2 separate regions of the Macaca mulatta genome follow, and region 1 is linked to region 2. The links are chromatin contacts, called in public Hi-C maps. All regions are on one chromosome and are shown on one strand. The core of a region is the stretch at or near the end of the contact, and the rest is flanking DNA. Distances in the headings are between cores, read along the strand shown. Region 1 has its middle 43 kb from the start of FAM3D. Region 2 holds the start of FAM107A (family with sequence similarity 107 member A).

Region 1 (3,561 bases), core at 285-2,784, 47 kb after region 2:
CATGGGCTGTCCTGATGAGGTCCTCACGCGTCACTGAGCTGGGTGCAACGAGCTGGCATCCTCTGCTGGGCTGGGCAGCCCTGAGCACCAGGCAGGCCCATCCATCATCGGTGGGGAAAATTGTTCAGGGAGCCAGCAGGGCCCAGCCAGATGTATGCCGTCTGGGCTCCATGAGAATGAACACGCCCTTTCAGGCCATTCATCAAATTTAGCCATAGTGCTTCTATTTTTTTCCCCTTTTGTTTCAGTCAAGGCAACTTTCTCGTAATGAAGACGAATGCAAAGCAATGAGTGGCTTGGTAAATAACAGGGTCAGAGGACAGGACTCCTTCAGGGCCACAAAAAACCTGGGTGGTGTTGGGTTTGGAGAAATGTTTTAGAGAATGAAAGCCAAATGTACGAACCTCCAGGGGCCTCTGCTGCTGCCTCCCGCCCTGCGGAAGCTCCACCTGCCGCCTCTAGAGCAGCAGCAACAGGACCATGTGCCATTCCCTGAGCACCCACTGAGTGCCGGGCACCTCACCCAAGCCTACTGTGGAAGGTAAATCATCATGCTGCTTGACAGCTGAGGAAACTGAGGCTCAGAGGGGTTAAATGAGATACCCCGAGAGGGGCTCCGGGTGGGATGTGAGCACTGTTGTGTTTCTACCTTCAGAAGCGCTGGCAGTGGGGTTTGCTGTTTGAGAGGCCAGGCTCTTAGGGTGGCCTGGGTCAAATGTTAACTCCACCCTTACCAGCTGGGTGACCCTGAGCCTCTTGCTTAACCTCTCCATGTCTCTAGATTTCTGGGGGATAAAACTCTCCATGTCCAAGAACTGTTTGAAGATTGAATGAGCGAATTGGTGCAGAAGTGGCAGTGCATGGGAGCTGTGCTCAGGAACATTTTCCTTTTAGTAGCCCCTTTAAGGGCGTCATTACGGTCGCAGCCTGGGGCACTGGACTTGTGCAGGGGCAGCCTCTGGAAGCTTTTGGTTGTGTCCTTTATCCTGGGCGAGGGCACTGACCGCTGCTGATTGGGGTGGAGGATGGCACGCCCACATTCTGTTGGTGTCTGTGAACTGGCTGGTGTCTGAGGCCCATGGAGGGTGCTTTTTTTGAACCCATTGCTGCCCCAGGACCTGTGGCCTTGCTGTGCAATGCAAGGGCTTAAAATGTGGCTCCTGTCCAGACATCTGGGTTGCACTCACCTCTTTAGTATCAATGCATGCCCAACGGGTCAAATGTTGAAACTTCTGGAATGTTCCAAACAGTGTTAGAGGGATTGCTTCTGTGCGTTAAAATACCTTCTTGCAAAAACCCTGATAGAGGAAAGGGAACTTTGGTGCCCTTGATAGGGGCAGATTTAAAAAAATGCCAAGTCCAAGGGAAGTTCAGGCCCTGCCTAAGAAGAACAGAAGCAACAATGTCTGTGTTTTGACTCCTGGCCCCGTGGTCTATCTGTCACACCCTCGACCCTTTCAGCGTTCTTCCGCTCTCTCTGCCCACCCCGCAGCTGGAGAGAACACTGTCTCTCCTCCTGGAGGTCCATTACAATGAAATGTCCAGCACCCACCCTCCCTTCCATTGAGTAGCAGTCATGCCATTGGGAGACAGATCTCCGGCTCCAAGGGTGGGCTCTGGTTGGTCTTAACCAACCACGTGATCCCTTCCATCCCCTGCCAGTGTGGGTTTAGGATTCTAGGCAAAGCCTATGCCCCTGACATTCCCCAAGGGACAAAGGTGACTTCACCTAAAAGTGAAGTCCAGACCTTGCCTAAGAGGAATAGAAGCAACGATGTTGTGTTTTGACTCCTGGCCCAGGGGTCATGTGCCCAGTCACCTCTGCTTCAACTGTCACACACACTCCCAACTATTTTTTACCTGCCTATCAGTCTCCACAACTGACAGGGATGGCCTCAAGGGCAGGGGCTGTGTCTCCTCACCCTTGGCTCCAGCTCCACATAGGCCCTGGCACAGGGCAGCAGGTGCCTGACCAACAGCCTTCTGTGGGAGGTTGGGGTGGGGCTGAGGAAGATGCCGTGGACAGAGCTATGGACCAGGAAGGGTGGGATGGGCTGAGTTGTTTGGAGTCAAGCAGAACGGGGTCAAAATCCTACCCAATAAAAATAAGAAATAAAAATAAAACTTTAAACACCCCCCTACCCGGCAAGTGACTGAACAGACCCCCTCTTGGCCAAGGAGACCCCAGAGAAATCTTGAAAACCAAGTTTCTGGCCATGACGGGATGGGAGGTTGCACGCGCCCCGTAGTGCCCCATCCCTTGATAACCTCCATTAGACTTTCTTCCCTAAGAGCTAAACAGAAACCGGCCTTTTCAAAAGACTCCATACTGATTTCAACCAACTGCGCCTCCCTTTTGTGGTTTTAACACAAAAACCAACCAGCATTTTTTCTTGATAAGAGACCACGGATCATGGAGCGGTTCTAACCAGTCTGCAGAGGATGCACAGTGAGGGTTTTTGTGCCCCCTGCTTCACCTTTGACATCAGAGGGCTGAAAACTCCACCCTCTGATCACACTAAGGCCAACATTTTTTTGTATCTGGGGCCCATAAGAGGCATGGAGCTCAACTGTGCATGCAGATGTTTCTCCTTTCATAAATATGCATGACTCCTCCCACAGCTTATTGAATATGTATATTTGGCCATGCTGCTCAGCATAAATTTCTATTCCCTTTGCCTCTTCCTCAAAGTGTCAGTTTCTGGATTCTGGCCAGAGGCCATGCTTCCCAGCCTGTCAGAATGGCCACCCTGCAGGCTGCAACTCTTTATGAGAAATAAAGCTCCTCTTTCCAAATTAACAACAGCAACAACAACAGCACCCTGCTCTTTCCCCCACTAGCTGCATGACCCTGGCTAAGAAATTACTTCTTCCTTGAGTTTCTCAACCTTGATGGAACAGGTCATCACTGGTTGCCTGAGGATCAGAGTCCCCTGTTTATTGGGGAGCCTCTGGGGGTGGGGTAGCACACAAAGCACTTCAAAGGCATCATCTTGTTGAACCTCCCACGAAGCAGGTACCAGCCCCCTTTTACAAACAAGAAGCTGAGGTCCAGAGGGGTTCAGGTCATCGCCACAGTAGGTGGGTGGTGGAGCTGGGACCCGGCAGCCTGGCTATGCCACTGGGACGGCAGTGCTGGGTCGCTGTGGGCGGAGAGCAGTGAGCATGTAGGACAATCCTGAGAGCTAGTGAGTAAGTGCAGGCCCCTCCCCTCTTTGCCCCTAAGAGGCTGACCCAGGAGGTCTGACTGGCCCTGAGAAAGTGACTGTTTCACAAGCTCCCTCCTATTCCCCACACCACAACGCTGATGCAGGGGTCCACAGAGCACATTTCCAGAAACACTGCTGAGGCAGTGCTGTCTACAAACCTCTAGCTGAGAGCTCAGGCTTAGAAGGCGAGGGATAATAACATGAACAGAATTCTAATAATAACGGAGCAAAGCCTCTACACAGTGCCAGGCAGTGTTCTAAACACTTTCACTCACTTAATTTTCACAATGATTTTCCAAGGTAGTGATTATTAGTGGCCCTATTTTACAGGTGAGGAAATAAGGTACAGAAA
Region 2 (3,701 bases), core at 736-3,235:
ACTAAGGCTCAGAGAGGCCAAGCTACTTGTCTCAAGATACACAGAGAGTAAGCAGCAAAGCCAGGACCTTGGACGCCAAATTCAGTGCTCTTTCTATCTCTCCACTGTCTTCAAGGTGCAAAATGTCTTTTAGTTGACAAAGCAGGGTTATGTCCCTTTTCTCTCTCTAGATAGTCAAGAAACCCCAATGAAGAGGCTGTGTGAGCCCATTTTATAGGTGAGAACATGGAGGCCTGCTAACTTGAGGACTAATAGCCTATGTGAAATACAGACTCTCCCTGGGGAGACCCAGCCTGGCCCCAGCAGCTTTGGGCTTAAGCTAGAATCCACAGGCCTGTCTGGCCTCAGGCTGGTCTCGTTTAGGAGAGGACCAGCTGTTGGCCTTTCCTCCTCTGCCCCCACTTCCTTATTACTGTTCAAGCTGCTGAGTTCAGAACACATTCAGGACCCTCTTGGTTCAGCATTTAATGGGATGGCAGGCAGAGGAGAAGAGAGGCTTTCAAAATAACGACTGGCAAACGAAAAAGAGGCATTCAGTAAAAGTGACAAGCATGGTCACTGGATTTCCTGACCCTTCTGGCTTTTTTCCTCTCCATGGGGAAAGTGCCTAATTGTATTTCACTGGCCAGCAGCCAAAGAACAGTGTATCTGGGAGCCACCTCCAGATCTCTCAGCAGCCTCTGGTCGATGCTCGGAAGCCCCCAGCAGAGCTGCTTGTCCATTTGGATGCAATGACTCAAGGCTGACTTCCTGAACATTTTGCCTTGGGTCCGTTGTAATTTCCTACCTTGGGAGAATGTTGGGTGGGCATTTAGGATTTTGAATCAATTAAATAGCAGAGTCCAGGGCTAGACATGGAGGGTCCTTAGCAAGGTTAGTGGACAGCATTGTGCAGTTGATCTGGAACAAGCATCAGCAGACCTGGAATCCCTGCTGGCTCATTAGTGGCATGATGCCAGCCACTTTACCTGGCAGATGCCTCTGCAGGGAAAATTCCAGCAGGTACTTACCACCAACAGAACTAAGAGGGCCACTTAGGATCTAAGTCACCCAGAGATGCAGGTGTGGGGGCTGCCTTGAAGCTCGAAGTGACTTGAGTTTGGTAGCAGTTTCAAAAAGTGACACACCCAATCCTACAGCTCTTGATTTCTGGCCCAATCTCAGACTTGCCTTGTATTGCAAAGTCCTAAAGCCAAATTCACCAGAAAGGCAGGCCCTTCACACGTTAACCTGCATGCACTATGTGCCATGCACTGTGCTAAGCACCTAGCAGTCGTATCTCATGAAATATGAAATTCTTACGACAGACTGAGAAGGTGGGTACTGTCATTATCCTCTTTTTACAGTCAAGGAAACTGAAGTTCAGGGAAGTCATCTGATTTCTCCAAATCACCCAGCCGGTGAAAGAAAGAGCTCGAATCTGAGCCCAAGTTCTGACGCTGAAACCTGTGTTCTGTCGGTTGTGCCGAGAATTAAACCCCCATACTGTGTGATAGTTGACTTAGGTGAGGCTATATCATGCATTAATTCAGATTCACCTGAGGATGCAGCAGAAAAAGATCAACAAGAATGCAGGGCTATGCCTAGGGGCTCACTTCTTTGTCTCCTACCCTTTTCCGAAACCCAGGGTGCCGGGAGGCATCTCCCGTATCATTTTACAGATGCTGGGACATAGCCCAGGTACCTAAACTCAAAGCACTCAGGTCCACTGACAGCCCACTTCAGTGCACAGGGTCTGCCCTCCTTCCCTTCCACCTCCTCCCGAACAGCACCGCGCTCGACAGCGGGGGAAACAGAACAGAGATGGTCTTACTTCTCAGGTCGAGTCCTTGGGAAGGGAAGTCAGGAGCGTGTTGCTGGGTTCCTCACTCCACTGGGAAGTCCCAGACTAGCAAGGAGGGCTGCCTCTAGAGGGCGGTTCTTAAACCCCTGGGAACGGGAGGCTGCTGAAATGTGCCAACAAGTGAGACAGCCTTTGCATTCCTGTTTATTCTGGTATCAATAAAAAGGAACTGTTACTATAGTAACAGATATTTCACTTGGTACACGGCCACTTCCACGATGCGGAACATCATGTCCAAGCCACACGCTTGAGAGGCACAAATAAATACCCATTTTGTCAGATTGATGAGGAATAAGAAACACGCCAAGCTTTGTTCTGAGCAAGGCAGCTCACGTAAAGGAATTTCCCTTGTTTTTTATGGGAGGGTCAGGCAAGAGTGGATTCCAGCACTTCCCCATGGGAGGGGAAGCCAAGCTTCCTGCGGCAGTGGTGTGGATTCTTCAGGAGAAAATGGCTCTGGGGGGAAAGGGGTGGGGTGTAAAGGGAGGGGAAACTGCTCAGCATTGGGTCAGTTCTTGATTATCCACGAATGGGTCAGAAACTCCGTACACAACATTTTCCTGATACCCCGAACGCCATGGGCACTTCACAGAGGAGCCAACAGGAGAGTGTAGGAGAGGGGAAGCACCGTGTCTGGGTCTCAGCAGGCTCGAGTGTTGGCCCTGGCTCCAGCACCAGCCCCTTCAGCAGCCACTCAGTGTCTCTGTGTCTTGGTTTCTGTGTTTGTCAAACGTGGAGCATACCAGGGTGGTTGGGAGGTGACATGGATGAGATGACATTAGTGAAGCACACAGTCAAAGCTCAGCATATGGGACTTTTCTCCAGCAGAGACCTGGACTCTATGTGAACTGAGGCCAGAGCCCAGCATGGTGCATTTTGCCTGGCAGAATATGTGTTCCATAAGTAGTGGCTCAAAGAATGAACGTGTGAATGTAAAATATAAAAGTAGGCCAGGAATGGTGGCTTACACTTGTAATTCCAGCACTTTGGGAGGCCGAGGCAGGCAGATCACTTGAGGTCAGAAGTTTGAGACCAGCCTAGCCAACATGGTAAAACCCTGTCTCTGCTAAAAATACAAAAATTAGCCAGGCGTGGTGGCACACACCTGTAATCCCAGCTACCCGGGAGGCTGAGGCAGGACAATCGCTTGAACTTGGGAGGCGGAGTTTGCAGTGAGCCAAGATTGGGCCACTGCCCTCCAACCTGGGTGATGGAGCAAGACTGTCTCAAAAGAACCTGAAAAACAAACAAACAAACAAAAAAACCAAGAAAAGTAAAAAATGTATGTAGATCCTTAAGGCCAGCCTTGGGTGCTTATGGATAATGGAGGCATTCTCCTAATTTCAGAATCAACTTTCATTCGAAAAGCTAGAAGTGTCTTCTATTGTATAGTGTCATCCTAGTCCCCCATTGAGGAAGCTGGGGTCTACTAGTTGACCGGGCCTCCACCCCAACTTTACTTTCTCATGGAGTCTTGGTTGGCTGGAAGGCGATGAGGCCTAGGACATGCATCACAGGCGAATGGAGGCATTACCAATGCAACTTTGTGTCTTCTTAGGCCTATATTATTTGTGCATTTAACAAACATTTATTTAGTTCCTACTGTGTTCCTGGCACTGTTCTAAGTGCTGGGGGTACCATGTGAATGACACAGGTAATATCCCTGCCATCAGGGAACCTACCTGCAAGGGGGATACCCAGTAAAGAAGGAGACACTCAGGATGACGTCAGGCAGTGAGGAATGCCGTGATGAACGCAAGGCTGGGTGAGGTGAAAGGGGGTGGTGTTTTAGGGTAGCTGAATCACAAGGAGTCAGTTGTGTGAAGTCTGTATACACGGGAGAGTCTTTGTCAGGTGG

Evidence for each region. A called contact is a pair of places that touch in the nucleus more often than the background predicts.
Region 1: a contact with region 2 is called in a Hi-C map of cortical neurons, with 5 times the contacts expected there. The contact joins the enhancer-like site here to the promoter of FAM107A in region 2. A contact is called at or near these places in 7 of 14 Hi-C or Micro-C datasets (blood, cortical neurons, fetal cortex germinal zone and 4 more).

What each region holds. Positions count from the first base shown.
Region 1 is chr2:122,208,182-122,211,742 of T2T-MMU8v2.0, forward strand. It overlaps a transcript of FAM107A not described here. Among named protein-coding and RNA genes, the nearest start is that of FAM3D, 43 kb to the right of the region's middle. Within about 2 kb of position 1,535, at least 2 of the 40 cell types and tissues checked have an H3K27ac peak or open chromatin away from gene starts, as enhancers often do.
Region 2 is chr2:122,160,544-122,164,244 of T2T-MMU8v2.0, forward strand. FAM107A (family with sequence similarity 107 member A) reads right to left here and starts at 1,986. Exons shown (of 4, transcript NM_001257546.1): 1 at 1,814-1,986.